Linked DNA regions of Gossypium hirsutum: region 2 is linked to region 1. Evidence: chromatin contacts called from public Hi-C data. All regions are on one chromosome and are shown on one strand. Each heading gives the region's core, a stretch centred on a gene start, on an enhancer-like site or on the middle of the called end of the contact. The rest is flanking DNA. Distances are from core to core; before and after follow the strand shown.

Region 1 (7,620 bases), core at 1,602-4,101:
CACCTAATTATTTTTAGTATTAACATTATTATCAGTGTAAGAAGCCGTGAATCTGAACATGTTAAAACGTATTAGGATGGATTTAGATGGATGGTACATTTAATTGCAGTTAATGTAAAAACAGCGATGGCGGTGAGATTAGATACTATAGCATGAGACAAAAAATAAGTTAAACATATCGCATCCAATCGCTCATCTAAATTCACCCTTAATCTCCTATTTAGGAGATGGAGAAAAATTAAGATAGTTCTAAGTATTATATCAAAAATAGTAAATATGGTAAGAGATTAAAACACGATTAATATTAAAAAAAAATGATTTTATAAGCTTTTGTTTTTGTTGATAAATTGATAAGGAAATTTTAAAAAAATAGAAAAATAAAAATATAGAATTTAGTATATACATATTTTTAACTTTTTTATTTCAATTTACAGAGTACTTAGTTTAAAATGGAAAAAAAATGCAGTGTGTGTAAAGTGGCAAAAAGGGCAGGCCTTAATTATGTTATAAGGTGGAATTTCATATTAAAGTCCAATCAATCATGGCCAGACACCAATAAAAGCTAAGTTGCAGATGGTAAAGTACAGGGGTAGTTTAGTCAAATTAGCTCTTTCCTCGAATTATTTAGATAAATTGCAATCAAAGAATATATTTCAAAACTCGTCCTTGTGATTTCATGGAGAGAAAAATATTATTCTCGACTTACCAAACCATTGATCTCACAATCCTTAAGAGATATATGGAAAAAGGGTTTCTACTGGCCTTACTAATTCATCACCTTTCAGGCTTGACAAAATTGTTCATCTATGGGGTAGAATGCTTGATTGGAAGGATTTAAATCGAGTTAATCTTCTATTAATAACTCCTCTCTTTACATAAGATCAACTATATAGTTTACATTTGGTTTCAACATTCTTCAAACTAAAATAAAGAGGTGTGCAACTCTTTGAGATAGTGTTATTGAAGTATTGGGCCCAATTGCATCAAAACCGTGTGTACAAGTGACTGACAAGTTCACCTTAATGGTAAAGGGTTTAATCCATGCCAACAACTTTAAACTTTCTATTTGGTCAAATCTATTCCCATTTAGTAAATGCACAACTTTCAAATAAGTTTATCATTAAAATTAAAATTATTAGATTTTAACAAAGTTTGCCAAAAAATACATATACAAAATTTATATTTATTATTAAAATTTTCCTAACACTACCATCAACCTGATTCTAATTTAGTTGCGAAATTATCAAAAACTTATTATTTTTACAAAACAACAAACGTTATATTATGGGTAATTTTGTCTTCTTATATTTTTATGTAAAATCTAAAAAAATACATACACTTTATTGAATTTGAGCTAATGTAGTCAATACCGTATCATGGCGTATTATTTTTATCTTGGTTATGGTACGTACAGATGACAACAATATATTGATGTACCGTTTCAGGTTTATCGACATTTAAAAATATTTTTACATTTATATATCTATAGTATAATTCTTTATTTCTCGATAAATTATCTATACATTTAAATATTTTTCATTATATATTTATAGTTTAATTTTAATAATTATATATTATTTTGGTAAATAAATATATATTATATACATGCACATATATCTATATAAATATATTTATATTTAAATATAAGTTTTAAAATTATTAATTAGTTTCAATTATATAATTTAATAATTATGAATTTTAAGTGGTATTTGGTTGGTCGAACCTTACATTACTACCTATAATATTACATTTCATAATGAGATTATGGTGTTTGAATTTTTAACGTTCCAACCATACTATAATCTTACATTCTTGAAGAATGTCAAGATGTCGTAATATATAGTGCAATCTAATTACGACTACTTTTTTAAGTTATGTAAGATTCTGGGCGAAATCTAAAATTACCCGTTATATTCATACTGTTTTGCAATTTATTGCATTGATTGTTAATGATCCGTTACCAATTTTATTAATGGTTTCAATTGTTTTATTTAAAAAACAAAAACATCGTAATGATAATATTAATTATATTTTAAAAGAATGAGTATTTATATAATTTAATAATTGAGTTGATATTTTGGTTAAATTATTCAATTTAATTTTTATGATAAAATCAAGGTGTACTTAAAATGAATTTCGTAAGTTATTATAATTTTATGACAAATATAAGAGTAAAAATTGTTGAACTTATAAAAACAAAAATTTTAGAGTAAGGACAAATTAATAAAATTTGTTTTTAGGTAAATTTATTTTCTAGACGAATCTATCAATTCAGCTAAATAAAATAATTTTATATTTCACTCTTAATCTTATTACAAAACTAATTTAAAATTTAGTTAATTAAACACACCCTAAATATAATTATAAAAAAATTTAAAGTTTTCATAATTGGATGGATGGACAAACTAATTAAGTTATCAGTTCGACGATAAAAATATTAAAATTCCCAATTTAACCTCCTAACTCATGGGTTAATTGGTATAATAACTTTCTTCGAATTGTCTCGTTCAATTTAAACAATATTGAAAAATCAAAATAATAATATAAAAAAATAAAATTAATTTAAAATTTTATACCAATCATGTAAATTAATATACATGAATACAAATCGATATTGACTGAACAGAATTTAAGACCGAAATGATACGTAATATTACCATTTCAATCAAACCAATATTTAAATAATATTAGAGTAAATAATATATGCGGTGGTGGGAACAGTTGGATTCAAAACTTGAAAGGGAGAGAAAGTTGAAAGTGAGGCCCACACACTGTGTTCGAAGTTTGAACGGTCAAAAAGGAAGACCCTACTTTACTGTTGAAAACCGAGAAAAAGCAAAATAAATATTGTAAAAATGAAAATTAAAAAACAAATATAAATCTTTCTTTTGACTGTCATCAACCACAATACCACCAACCAACACCTCCTCTCTTCCCCTCCCCGCCCCCCAAAAAAAAAAAAATCAACTTCCTCTCTGAAAAAAAAATCTTCCATAAACGACGATCTTTATCCGCAACTTCAAAGATCCGTTTTAAGATCCGAATTCCCTGCCCGTATTTTCCCTCTCGTGATTCCACCTCAGTACGTACCGATTTCTTGACCCGCTCGGTAATGAATTTCATCCATACCTTTTTTTCTTTTTTGGTTGTGAATCTAATGGTTTCCTTGCTTTGATGTTAGATCGAAAATTTTTAAAATTTTTGTTAATTTTTTTGCTTGATCTTTACTTAATCTTAGATCCATCTTTCCTTCTAGGGTTAGATTTTTTCCGCCCTGCCGGAAAGGAAACATCTATAATGAACTTAAAGCGCTATAGTTAATGTACTAAGGAAGAATAACGGTTTGCGTTTGATTTCATTTTATGCAAAATCTGTAGCTAATATGTTTTTTTTTGGAAAAATTTTGCGTTAAAATTTTTTCTTCTTCTAAGGATTAGAGATTTCAAAGCTGTATTGTTGGTTTATGTAAGGATGAAACGTTGACATTTCTTTTTATGTGTTTACAGGTAATTTTTTGAGTTTTTTTGGGGCTGTTTTTAAAAGGAGCTTGATATTCGACTGAGGATCTGTGAGATTATCGTTTTTTGCTTTTTAGTTTAGTCCGATGGCTTCTATAGGTATGGCGCCTACTTCTGGGTTAAGAGAACCTAGTGGGAATGCAGTTGGTGTTGATAGATTACCTCATGAAATGAATGATATGAAAATTAGGGATGACAAGGTATGTTGATTTGGTTTCATGGTTTCTTTGCTTTGATTCCATTAATTGGTTGTTTGATCTTCCGGATCGGTTTTCGGTTTTATAAAAGCTATTACTATTTGTAGGAAGTGGAAGCAACTATAGTTGATGGTAACGGAACCGAAACTGGGCATATTATTGTCACCACTATTGGGGGTAAAAATGGCCAGCCTAAACAGGTTAGTTTTATAATTTTCTCCTTGAAAACTATAGGGTCGGGTTTTTGGATGTTTGATGGTTTTCTAACTTAATCTTTCTTTCATTTTCAGACAATAAGCTATATGGCCGAACGTGTTGTTGGGCATGGATCATTTGGGGTAGTGTTTCAGGTACACATTAGTTTCATCCATTTCTTACTTGGTTTGAAGATATGTTCATATTTTCATATTTTAAGTTTGAGTTTTAGGTTTTGTACTAAATTATATATGTTGTATATCAGGCTAAATGTTTAGAGACAGGCGAAACTGTTGCTATTAAGAAGGTTCTTCAAGACAAGAGATACAAGAACCGTGAATTGCAAACCATGCGTCTTCTAGACCACCCCAACATTGTCTCTCTGAAGCATTGTTTCTTTTCAACTACTGAAAAAGATGAGCTCTATCTTAACCTGGTGCTTGAGTATGTTCCGGAGACTGTCCACCGAGTTATCAAGCATTATAATAAGATGAACCAAAGGATGCCACTGATATATGTTAAACTCTATTTTTACCAGGTATCAGCTTGGTTAAAATATTCACTTTTGCTATCTTATTTCTACCTTCTTTTTTCTCTATGGTAACAAGAATCCGGGATACAGTAATATGCAAACCCTTTCATGAAATTGGTTTTGTTTTGGTCTTAATGCAGATTTGTAGAGCACTTGCTTACATTCATAACAGTATTGGTGTGTGCCACAGGGACATAAAGCCACAAAATTTATTGGTATGTCCAAACAACTTGCTAAACGCTTTCCATTGGCAGTTACTACAGCTTTATTAGTTTTAAAATCTTAAATGATTGCCGGACAAGCATTGCCTGGAAATAGTTTGGTGGTTCACCGTAATTATAAATCCAAAAAGATCATTTGTAGTTTGGAAAGGGAAGATACAATCCAGCATTCTGAAGAATCTATGTACTACATTGTAACATGAAACTGGAAACTTAAGCTGAAGAGCTTTTGGATCTCATAATTTTAAACAGAAAGGATCTGTAAGGTTATTGAGGCATTTATATCACCAATAAATTCGGTTAACAATATTGCCACCATGACGTCCCTTGTCATGACGCTATAGGTCATGTTATTTACTTTGAGGAGTAACTTAGGTTTCCAATCTTATCTGCTTATCATTTTGTACATATAAACTAAAATTCCTACTCTTATTAATACAATGATTCCTGTTTCAGGTCAACCCGCACACTCATCAGCTAAAACTGTGTGATTTTGGAAGTGCCAAAGTTTTGGTATGTATGATAGAATCTCAATTTTTTGTCTAGTCGCTTCTTCAGTCACTACCTTATTGTTCGTGAGCCTAATTTTGATTTTAACTTTGTCAGGTGAAAGGGGAACCAAACATATCTTACATCTGTTCTAGGTACTATCGAGCACCTGAATTAATATTTGGTGCAACTGAATACACCACAGCCATTGACATCTGGTCTGCTGGCTGTGTTTTGGCTGAGCTATTGCTTGGGCAGGTACATGTTTCCTTGCATATATTTTTTGCTTATTTATATGCATTTTCCCTTTATATTACTTAACAACTACTATTTTTGTGACTCCAGCCTCTGTTTCCTGGTGAGAGTGGAGTAGACCAGCTTGTTGAAATTATTAAGGTACATTTTAGTTCAATATTCTCATCAATAATAGTTTTATCATGATGTTATTGGAAAAATTAATGGGTAAAACATGATGGATGGTGGCTTTTATGTAGCCTATTGCTCCATTATGCTTTTCTTCCCTTTTCTGATTTATGTGGTTTGGTGCAACAGGTTCTAGGTACCCCAACAAGAGAAGAAATCAAGTGCATGAATCCTAACTATACAGAGTTCAAATTCCCCCAAATTAAAGCTCACCCATGGCACAAGGTAACTGGATCACGTCATTTTGTTTACTTGTTGAGAATTATATGCAACATATGGTATTGATCAATGTATCATCGGTATTCAGATATTTCATAAGCGTATGCCTCCGGAAGCTGTGGATCTTGTTTCACGACTATTGCAGTACTCTCCAAATCTGCGTAGCACAGCTGTAAGTATCAGCTGTGCTTTCATTCGATTATGAAATTCCCACGGTGCTATCTTTAGGTCAAGCTTACTATTTGCATTTTAATGTGCTGTCTTACGATGAGTGCTTTTATTTCCTGTACACAGATTGAGGCTTTGGTTCATCCATTCTTTGATGAGCTACGTGATCCTCACACCCGCCTACCTAACGGTCGATTTCTTCCCCCACTGTTCAACTTTAAGCCTCACGGTAAAACAGACCCTAACCAATACAACATCGATGTTTCTCTACTATTTTAACTAATTTCTTGTCAAACTGATGAGAATTGTTCCCCTTTTTTCAGAACTGAAGGGAGTTCCTACGGATATGTTACCGAAGCTGATCCCGGAACATGCAAAAAAGCAATGTTCCTTCATTGGATTATAATGGAATAATATAATTCCTTTCTGCTTAAATCTTTGATGTCTGCTCCTTGCAGAAATCATGGGCTATTGTTGAAAAAAAGTAGTTAGTAAGCCTGTTTCAGTTATATGATAAAGAAGCCTTGTTAATGTTTATTTGTTCCCTTTATTAATATTTTTTTCTATCAATATTTATGTTCTTTTTCTTTCTCTTTTTTTCTTCTCCCTTTTGTAGAAAAAACAAAACTTGAGTATCTGCCCTTAAAGACCTTAATGAGTAATGTTGACCCTTTTATGACCAGATTGTAACAATATATTTGTTGGTTTCAATGTAATTTCCTATTAGTATAATTTAATTGATTTATGTTTTTTTAGGGGTTTGGTAGAGGTTGTAAATTAAGAGTTTTTGGCATAAAGATGATAGCATGAAATGAATCAATTTTGGGTTCACCATTGAGTTTTCGGCCTTACTTGCACCTATTTTTAGATGATGCTTGTCAACAACAACAAAAAAATAAAAATAAAAAAATCTTGTCAATTCCAAGTTGAATCAAGAAACCCATTTTATTCGATCATAAATCAAGAAATTCATCTAATCTGAACTTGAAAATGAGTTTTTGGTACATAAAATGATGTAAACAAATAACTTGAAAGAAATGGTTTCTTTTGATAAATTTAAAAATGAGAATAACTCTTACTCCAAATAATTTTTAAAATGTGAAACGATTTAATATGATAAATTGATAACAAACCTAAAACTCAAAATAATATAAAAATAAAAATGATCTAAAAATTGAAAAATAATTTAAAAATAAGTATGTCCCTAAATATAAAACCCGAATAAGTTAGAAGACTTCAAAATAACATAAACCCAAAATAATTTCAAAATGAAAATGATATGATGTTGAAATAGAAAGGAAAGGGTAGGTGTATGAAGTAGCCAAGTCTGAGGATGTACAAAAAGCAAAGCTAAGTTGTAAAAGCAAGGTATGTAGGCATCATTTGGAAGTTGAATCCTCAAGTCATGTCGAGTAATAATGTGTTGTCATGTTATGTCTCGGCGTAACTTCACCCTATTTTAATTCTCCAAGGCTACGCAACACAACTACAACCTTTTCTAGGAATCTTTAAAATCCTTAACAAATAAATAAAAGCATATTCTGTACATTTCTTATCAATAATAATAATAAAATTTAAACCAAACTGTTGTATTTCGTAATCACATATATAGACAAAATATGATTCAATAAAAAAGGGGCACATATGCATGGAGAAAA
Region 2 (7,620 bases), core at 3,605-6,104, 52 kb after region 1:
TTAATTTGATAGTGACACAACCAATAACGTTATTGTCATTTCTTCCCAGTCAATGAAGCTAGAAACTTGAAAAAGAAATAGGAAGATTCCTTCTCAACGTTTTCAAAGTTTTCAAAATTGGATTGGTGATTAAATAGACCGGATCATGGTTAGATTATTTTTAATTTGAATGGTCTATTTGATTCAGTTAAATAAATTATTAAAAATTATAAAAAATTAAAAATAGATAAAATCAGTTCAATCGGTTTTTAGTGCAATTCAGTTATCAATTCAATCAGGTCAACCTATTTGCAAATAAACCAATCTAACTCTTTATTCCAAACTAGTACCTTGATCCAATTCATCATTTCAGTTTAGTTCTGAAAACAATGAAAAACAGTGAAGAAATCAAATTCGAACTCAATCTAACATTATTTTTTAAATATGATGATTGTGAAATATAAATAAGTTATTTAAGTTTACTCAAATTAGGGTGCATTATTGAATTCTTATACTTGAGCTTAAATTAGATTAAATAATTTGTATGAAAAGTAAAACAATAGTTTGACAATGTAATATATTTGAAATATATATTAAAATTTAAAAAAAATTTGAGTTAATTGAATGGAGTATTAACTACTTTGAATAACATAAGCCCTGCGAATAATTGAACAGTTTTTTTCCTTCAAAAGCATTTTTCAACCACAATAATAATATTAAGGTACAACCCTAAAATATGAAAGGTAATTCGGTCTCTAAACCCTTATGCTCAATGACTTCAACTACACCTACTAGAAAGCAAGTATGAGAGCATTTCTATAGTCTCTAGATGAAAAGACATAGAGAGCGGTACTTAATCATTAGGAGCCACCAACTATTGATGTTAATGGTATAAGGATGCCTTAGGATGAGTTTGGATAGACAGTGGAATGTGGTGTAGTATATTTAGCCTATTTTTTATCTCACGCTACAGTATTTAATCTCACCGCCATCACTGTTTTTACACTAACAATAGATAAACACATTGCCCATCAAAATCGACCCTTAGCTAAAAGATCATTTGGACCATAGAGGAGCATTAACTAACTAATGCGAATTTCAAAACTCTTAATGTCATCTTCAATGGTGTGGACCCTATGAGTTTAGAAGAATTTCAAAATACAAATTGCTTGTGACCCTTGAACCATATTTGAGACAACACATTAAAGGACCTCAGGTGTTGAATAATCCAAACTTCAGATATTAATGGCCAGGTATGACACTCTAAGAATGGTAGAAAATGAAACCTCATTTGATTTCTATGCAAAACTATACAATATCTCTAACCAAACGTTTGCTCTTGGTGAAAAGGATATATCTTGTACAGTTGATTTATACCTTACAGGGAATTACTCTCTAGATAAAACCTTGAGATTTTAAATTACTTAACAAATTTACATATATACTTTTTTATTTTCCAATTTCAATTATATCTCATTGCAACTCAGAACAATTAACCAACAACTCAACACTATTGTAACATAATAAATAATATTTTTACTAAATAAGTTTCTTTGTGCATTTCCATTTGGAATTTTTTACACCAACAAATTTGATTTGATAAATGTATTTGGGTGGAAATGTCAATAACTCAATATAGTGGGAGTTAATTTGATAGAGACACAACTGGTGATGTCCCCTATTTATGTGGGCCCACTTCATCCTAACCTTATATAACGAAATAGGAAGTTGCTTCTTACGCTAAGAGATTTTCAAAATTAGATTCGGTTAAATTATTGATTTTCAGTTTAATTTAATAAATTATTAAAAATATATTTAAAAATAGATTAAATCAGTTTAATTGGTTTTTAATTCAGTTCAATCGTAAATTTAATTTGTTCAAGAATTAATCGGTTCAACCCCTTATTTCGACATCTAATTCACATGGCCAAACCAATTTAATTCTAAAAACAATGGACAATAATGAAAAAGAAAAATCAAATTTGAACTTCATTGAATATTATTTTTTAAATATAATCTGTTTGAGTTTGTTGAAATCAAATTTCATTACTAAATTCATATACTTGAGCTTAAATTAATTAAGATTTAATAATTTGTCAAAAAGTAAAATAATAATTTGATATGTATAATATTTAAAATAAAAATATTAATTAAATTTATGAATTAATTGGATGAAGTATTAACTACTTTAAATAAACATAAATCCCCGCAAATAATTAAAAAGCATTTTTTTAACGACAATAATAATATTAGGGTTCAGTTATTAAATTAACCTCATAGTAATAAGATTCAGTTAATGGTAAGTAAAAAGTTGATTAACCAAATGTATCGAAATGATTCGAATTGATTTAACCGAAATAAAATGGATTTAATCAAATTTTCCATTTATTTTATATAAAGAATTGGTTTTGACAGCTTATTTAATTTTTTTTATTTTGAATTTTCAAAAAAAGTGAATTAATTTTGTGATTAATAAACCATGAACTCATTTCCAAACCCTATTCCAAATAATCAAATACCTAACGCCCATGTAAAGCCCAACCCAACAAAATTCCAAATATAAAACTAATTACCCTAATATTAAATACTCAAATAACCAATATTGTTGGAATTGGGCCGAACGGTTGGTCGGATTGGAAACCGGCTAGAGTACTAGTCTAAAAAGTGGATTTGAACCGATTAGATTGAGAATCGGTACAAAATGATTGAACCGGTTAAAAAACCAATTGAATCGGTGGTTGAACTGAGATTTTTAAAATTCTTTTAATTTTTTAGACGAATTGGTTGGATCGACGAATTGGTGGCTTGACCAGTTCGACTACCAATCTGGTTTAAAATATATTGCAAATAATTCAACGGAAAAATTAAAAATAAGTTAAAACTTACAAATTAAATTAATTAATCTAATTTTAAAAAAAAACTAAACCTAAAACCTAAAGTATTGCCTGCTAGGATGGTAAAAGGCACAGGGTTTTGAGATTTATATATTTTGGTCATTTGCTGCTACTAAAACAAAAATTTCAAGCAGGTAAATACGCTTGTAAGATAATTAAACTCAGTTCGACCGGCTGATTCAATTGATTCACGGGTCAACCGGTCGAATCCTTTATTCTAAATTAATACTCTAACTAAATCTTGATTTGATCTGATGGTCTGTTCCAAATCTAAAAAATAGAGGAGAATGAAAGAAGAGCCGATATATTAAATTACAATGGTAATCTTTTTTATAAATAAAATTTCAGAAAATTTTAAAATCAAAATATTCACGAAAAAAGTTCGATTTGATTATTTCGATTTTAGTAAATTGATGTTTGATTATAATTGTTTTGGGTGTACAAATAACTTTATATATAATTATTCGTAACTACAATAATAAAAATATCGATTGAAATGAAATTCAATACAAAGATAAGAGATATTTTAAATATACTTAATTTTTTAGTGTGAAATCTATAGAAGAAAAAAAAGGATAAGGACACAATTGACAACTGACAATAATATTGTGCAATTTCCAAATTCGCCCAGCCTAAGAATAAGAAGGACGTCCTGGAATAAAGATAAACTTGACAATGAAATAGGAAGGTTCCTTCGTATTTCAATGACGAAATTTCCATCACTAATGTGATGATGAATAGTAATTAAAATTAAAATTTTAATGTTAATTTGATATTTGATTTGAGTTCGATTGAATGTTAATTTTTAAGATAAAGTAATTTTGTCTATCTCAAACTCGAATATAAAGTTTAATCGTACTTAAACTTAAGCTCATTCATACTTAAACTCTTTTTATAATATAATAGTAGTAAAAATATAATTTCATAATATAAAAATATATAAAATGAAAAGCTTGATTAAATTTGTGAATTGTTCTAATTAAGGATGGAAAAAAAATTATATTAGATAGGTTCTGACTTGACTTGACTCGATAGATTTGAATTTTTTAATTTTGAAATCGGGTTCGGGGTAGATCAAGTCAAGTATTTTTTTTATAGTGATCAAGTGAAGCTATCGTCGGGTTTAGAGAAAATCCACCCTACCCTGGCTTGAGATAATTACAAAATTAGTCTTATATATAATATATTAATATTAGATCCTCGTTTCTATTATTTGTGCCACGCACCTCTATATTCTTCTCCCAAGCAGTGGCAGAGCCAATTTTTTTTTTTGAGGGGCCAAAATTAAATTGTTTATTTTTACAATAGTAAGAACGTAATTTTACAATTTTAATAGTCTATATCTTTATAATTTTAAAGGATTTAATTAAATTTTTATCATTTTTAGAGGGTCAAAGTGTAATTTTACTATTACTAATTTAAAATTTTATAAATTATAAAGGACCTAAATAAAAAATTTTCCATTTTAAGGGAACTGTGCCCCTGCCAGCCATAGCTCCGCCACTGCTCCTAAGTTAAGCCTTTTTACTTATTTTCGTAGCATAAATGAAATATAAAGACAATTTAATGCGAAAAATAATAAAATTATATTTCATACATAACAACACTATCTTAGATAAAAAAAAATTGTATTAAAATATGAAAATTTGCATATCAATTAGGTTAAATTTAGGTTTAGATTCGAGACATATGAGTAGTACATCTAGTTGAAGTTGGAGCAGGCAAAAATTTGACCCACCTCGTCTTATTACCATCTTTAATTCAAAACAGGTGTTACAATGCTCAAATTTGATATCATAAATACCAAATTAAATTTAAAATTTTTTTAATCTAACTCAAATAACATAAAAGCACTAATGTCTAAATTACAATCCTAAATCCATCTCATAAAAGTTGTAAATCAGTGTTACATGTAACACTAAGCCCAAGTGTAGTTCCATGCAGTCCAACAACACATATTAGGACCTGTGTTTGATTTGGGTCTCTCAAGAAATTATTGTTCTTGAGCTGTGGTCGGTTGGCCCATCTAATTTTAAAATATTCAAATGTACAAAACTATATAATTTTTAACCTAGAGATGAAGTCAGAAAATCCTTTTAAGGTGTCAAAATTAAATTATAATTTTTATAATAATAAAAATGTAATTTCATCATTTTAATACAGTATATATTTATAATTTTTAAAGAATTAAATTAAATTTTATTATTTTAAGAGGGTCAAATTACAATTTTACCTTTACTAAATTTTTAAAATAAATTTTAAAAAGTAAAAATCATCCCAACAATTCCCTAGCTACGCCCTGCTCAAATCAATGGAGTGCTTTGCAAAGAGAATGGAGAATAATATTCTTTGTATTTTACATCTTATTTTTTATTTTATATATTCATAATCTTCCACTTAATCTTTGAATCCCTAATTAAAAATGGTCACTTGAAGACCTTACGTGTCACTGACTGATTTGAGTGTATTTTTTTGGTGAATTTACTTGGAAAGTCCCCGTATTATAGGATTAGATCAAATTAGTCTCTATATTATTAAATAAATTAATTTAATTCTTATACTATTAAAAAGAACTAAATAAAGTCAAATTAGAAAAGAGTATTTACGGTCTAACAGAATTCATACTCTTAAAGTTTTTATGATTTTGTAAATGAAATCTTTTGCTTAAAATTGAGCTGTAATTGGAAAGAATTTTTTAAAGATGTTTTTTTATATAGTAAATGTTAACTATATTACAATTTCTAACTTATTTGATTCCTTTTAATAATATCAAGACTAAATCAGCCCATTTAATAATAGAAGGACTAATTGGATCTAATCCCTATAATATAGGGACATCCTATATACTTTAACATATATATTTTTTTTGTTTGAAGATCTTGAAGTTGACAAAATCTTGGAGAACTTAGAAGTATTCAATTCTTTTTTTGAGTTATACTCTGCCAACTAATACTCGAAGGACTTATGTTTTATTTAGTTATTTAACTTTTTTTTTAATTAAGTACATAAGTTTGGTTTCAATATTTAATTTGATATTTATGCTTTTTTTTTATCTCAATTAAGTATATACTTTTTTTTACCAGAGCACACGTGTTAAATATTCATTGAGCCACATGACACTATTTAATTTAGGTACCAAATTGAACATTAAAGCTATTGTTATATTAATACATTGAAGTCAAATTCAAGTATCAAATTGGGATAAAAAAATACTCAAATACCAAACTAAACATTAATGTTAAATTTAAGTATCGAATGATATATTATCGTAAGTACATATTCCAAAGTTAAAACACGACATGTAGGATTAAGTCATTTGATTCTATAGGTTTCAATTAAATTTACCAAATTATATAAACAAGTCCAAGCTGAAGGTGGTTGTAGTGGAAATTTCAAAGGACCAATTAGTAATTTCTTATAAGAACATAATCTTCTTGATTCCCGTAATCTCTTTTTTTTTTTTTTAAATTATTGTCTTTCTTCCTACTTTCTTCTTCTTTCTTCTTTAACAATTCCTTCATTTTAAGTACAAATCCAAGTGTTCTTAAAAAAGAAATTGTAAAACAATCATAAAACATAAAAGGGTTTGATGAAGAGGAAAAACATGGAAGCAAAAACAAAGGAGACCCCACCAGTTGAGCATAATAAAAATGATGATGATGATGATGATGAAGAAGAGATGAATGCTTTTTTCACATTGGTAAGAAATATTAGAGATGCTCATCATAACCAGATGATGATTGGGTCTCAAGATACAAAGGAGAAAGTAGCCATGAAATCAACTTGGATCCCTTCTTTTCAATGGGAAGACTTTGCTGCCGAGGTTCCACCAAATAATAATACCACCACCACTGCAGCTACATCCCTTCTTGTTGGTGCAAGAGGCAGCAGCAAGCTGTTTCTAGTCTTGCTTGAGTAGTAAGCCTCGAGGCTTGGTGAAGAAGCAAACTCGAAAGCAGAAAAAACAGAAAGATGAAGCTAGCAAGTGAAAACAGAAAAGAGAGAAAGAGATTGAATGAAAATGAGCTGATATTTTTCATTAACACATGAACAAGGCATTAAGCCATTACATATATCAGTCAATAAGTAAAACAAACAAGTAATCACCTACTAACATACCTAACACCACTAAAATGCCTAGTAACTTGGTAAACTTGATTGAAAAACAAAAACTTCTACCTAAGCTTGTCATTCAGCACCTAATTACATCAAAATGCAGCTACCAACTAAGTTTGATCCTAACTAAATACAAAACATTCAATTAAGGAAACCAAATGAATAGCTTCAGCTTGCTGCATCAATTTGCTGTTGAAGCACGTTCCTTGCATGGCCACCTTTGCTGCTACATGGGAGCTGACTTCATCACTCCTCCTCAGCTTCTATGCAGCAGACTCCTAGCTTCCTCTTCAGGCTTAGAAATCTTGATACACCAAGAGGCTTTGTGAAGATATCGGCAATCTGATTTTCAGAACTGCAATGGATTAGCTCGATTTCTTGAGCTTGTTCCATTTCTCTTATCACATGGAGTTTGATGTTGAAATGTTTTGTCCTGCCATGAAAGACAGGATTTTTAGCAATAGCAACTGCTGACTTGTTGTCACAATGTATCACAGTTGCTTCATTCTGCTGTAGATTCAAGTCACTCAAAATTTTTCTCAGCCACATAGCTTGATTAACAGCATTGGCAGCTGCTACATACTCTGCTTCTGCTGTCGATTGAGCCACCATTGTTTGTTTTCTTGAGCTC

The links. A called contact is a pair of places that touch in the nucleus more often than the background predicts.
Region 2: a Hi-C map of leaf shows a contact between it and region 1, with 1.6 times the contacts expected there. The contact joins the enhancer-like site here to the promoter of LOC107922663 in region 1. A contact is called at or near these places in 4 of 34 Hi-C or Micro-C datasets (hypocotyl and leaf).

The regions. Positions count from the first base shown.
Region 1 is chrA12:84,128,336-84,135,955 of Gossypium_hirsutum_v2.1, forward strand. LOC107922663 (shaggy-related protein kinase alpha) reads left to right here and starts at 2,852. Exons shown (of 13, transcript XM_016852796.2): 1 at 2,852-3,109; 2 at 3,507-3,718; 3 at 3,823-3,915; 4 at 4,006-4,065; 5 at 4,176-4,448; 6 at 4,583-4,657; 7 at 5,120-5,176; 8 at 5,270-5,410; 9 at 5,498-5,548; 10 at 5,705-5,800; 11 at 5,883-5,966; 12 at 6,089-6,191; 13 at 6,286-6,694. The coding sequence starts at 3,605. The coding sequence ends at 6,368.
Region 2 is chrA12:84,178,072-84,185,691 of Gossypium_hirsutum_v2.1, forward strand. No RefSeq gene overlaps it. Among protein-coding and RNA genes, the nearest start is that of LOC107951310, 13 kb to the right of the region's middle. Within about 2 kb of position 4,855, at least 2 of the 9 cell types and tissues checked have an H3K27ac peak or open chromatin away from gene starts, as enhancers often do. A contact at or near this core is called in leaf, where this site is marked.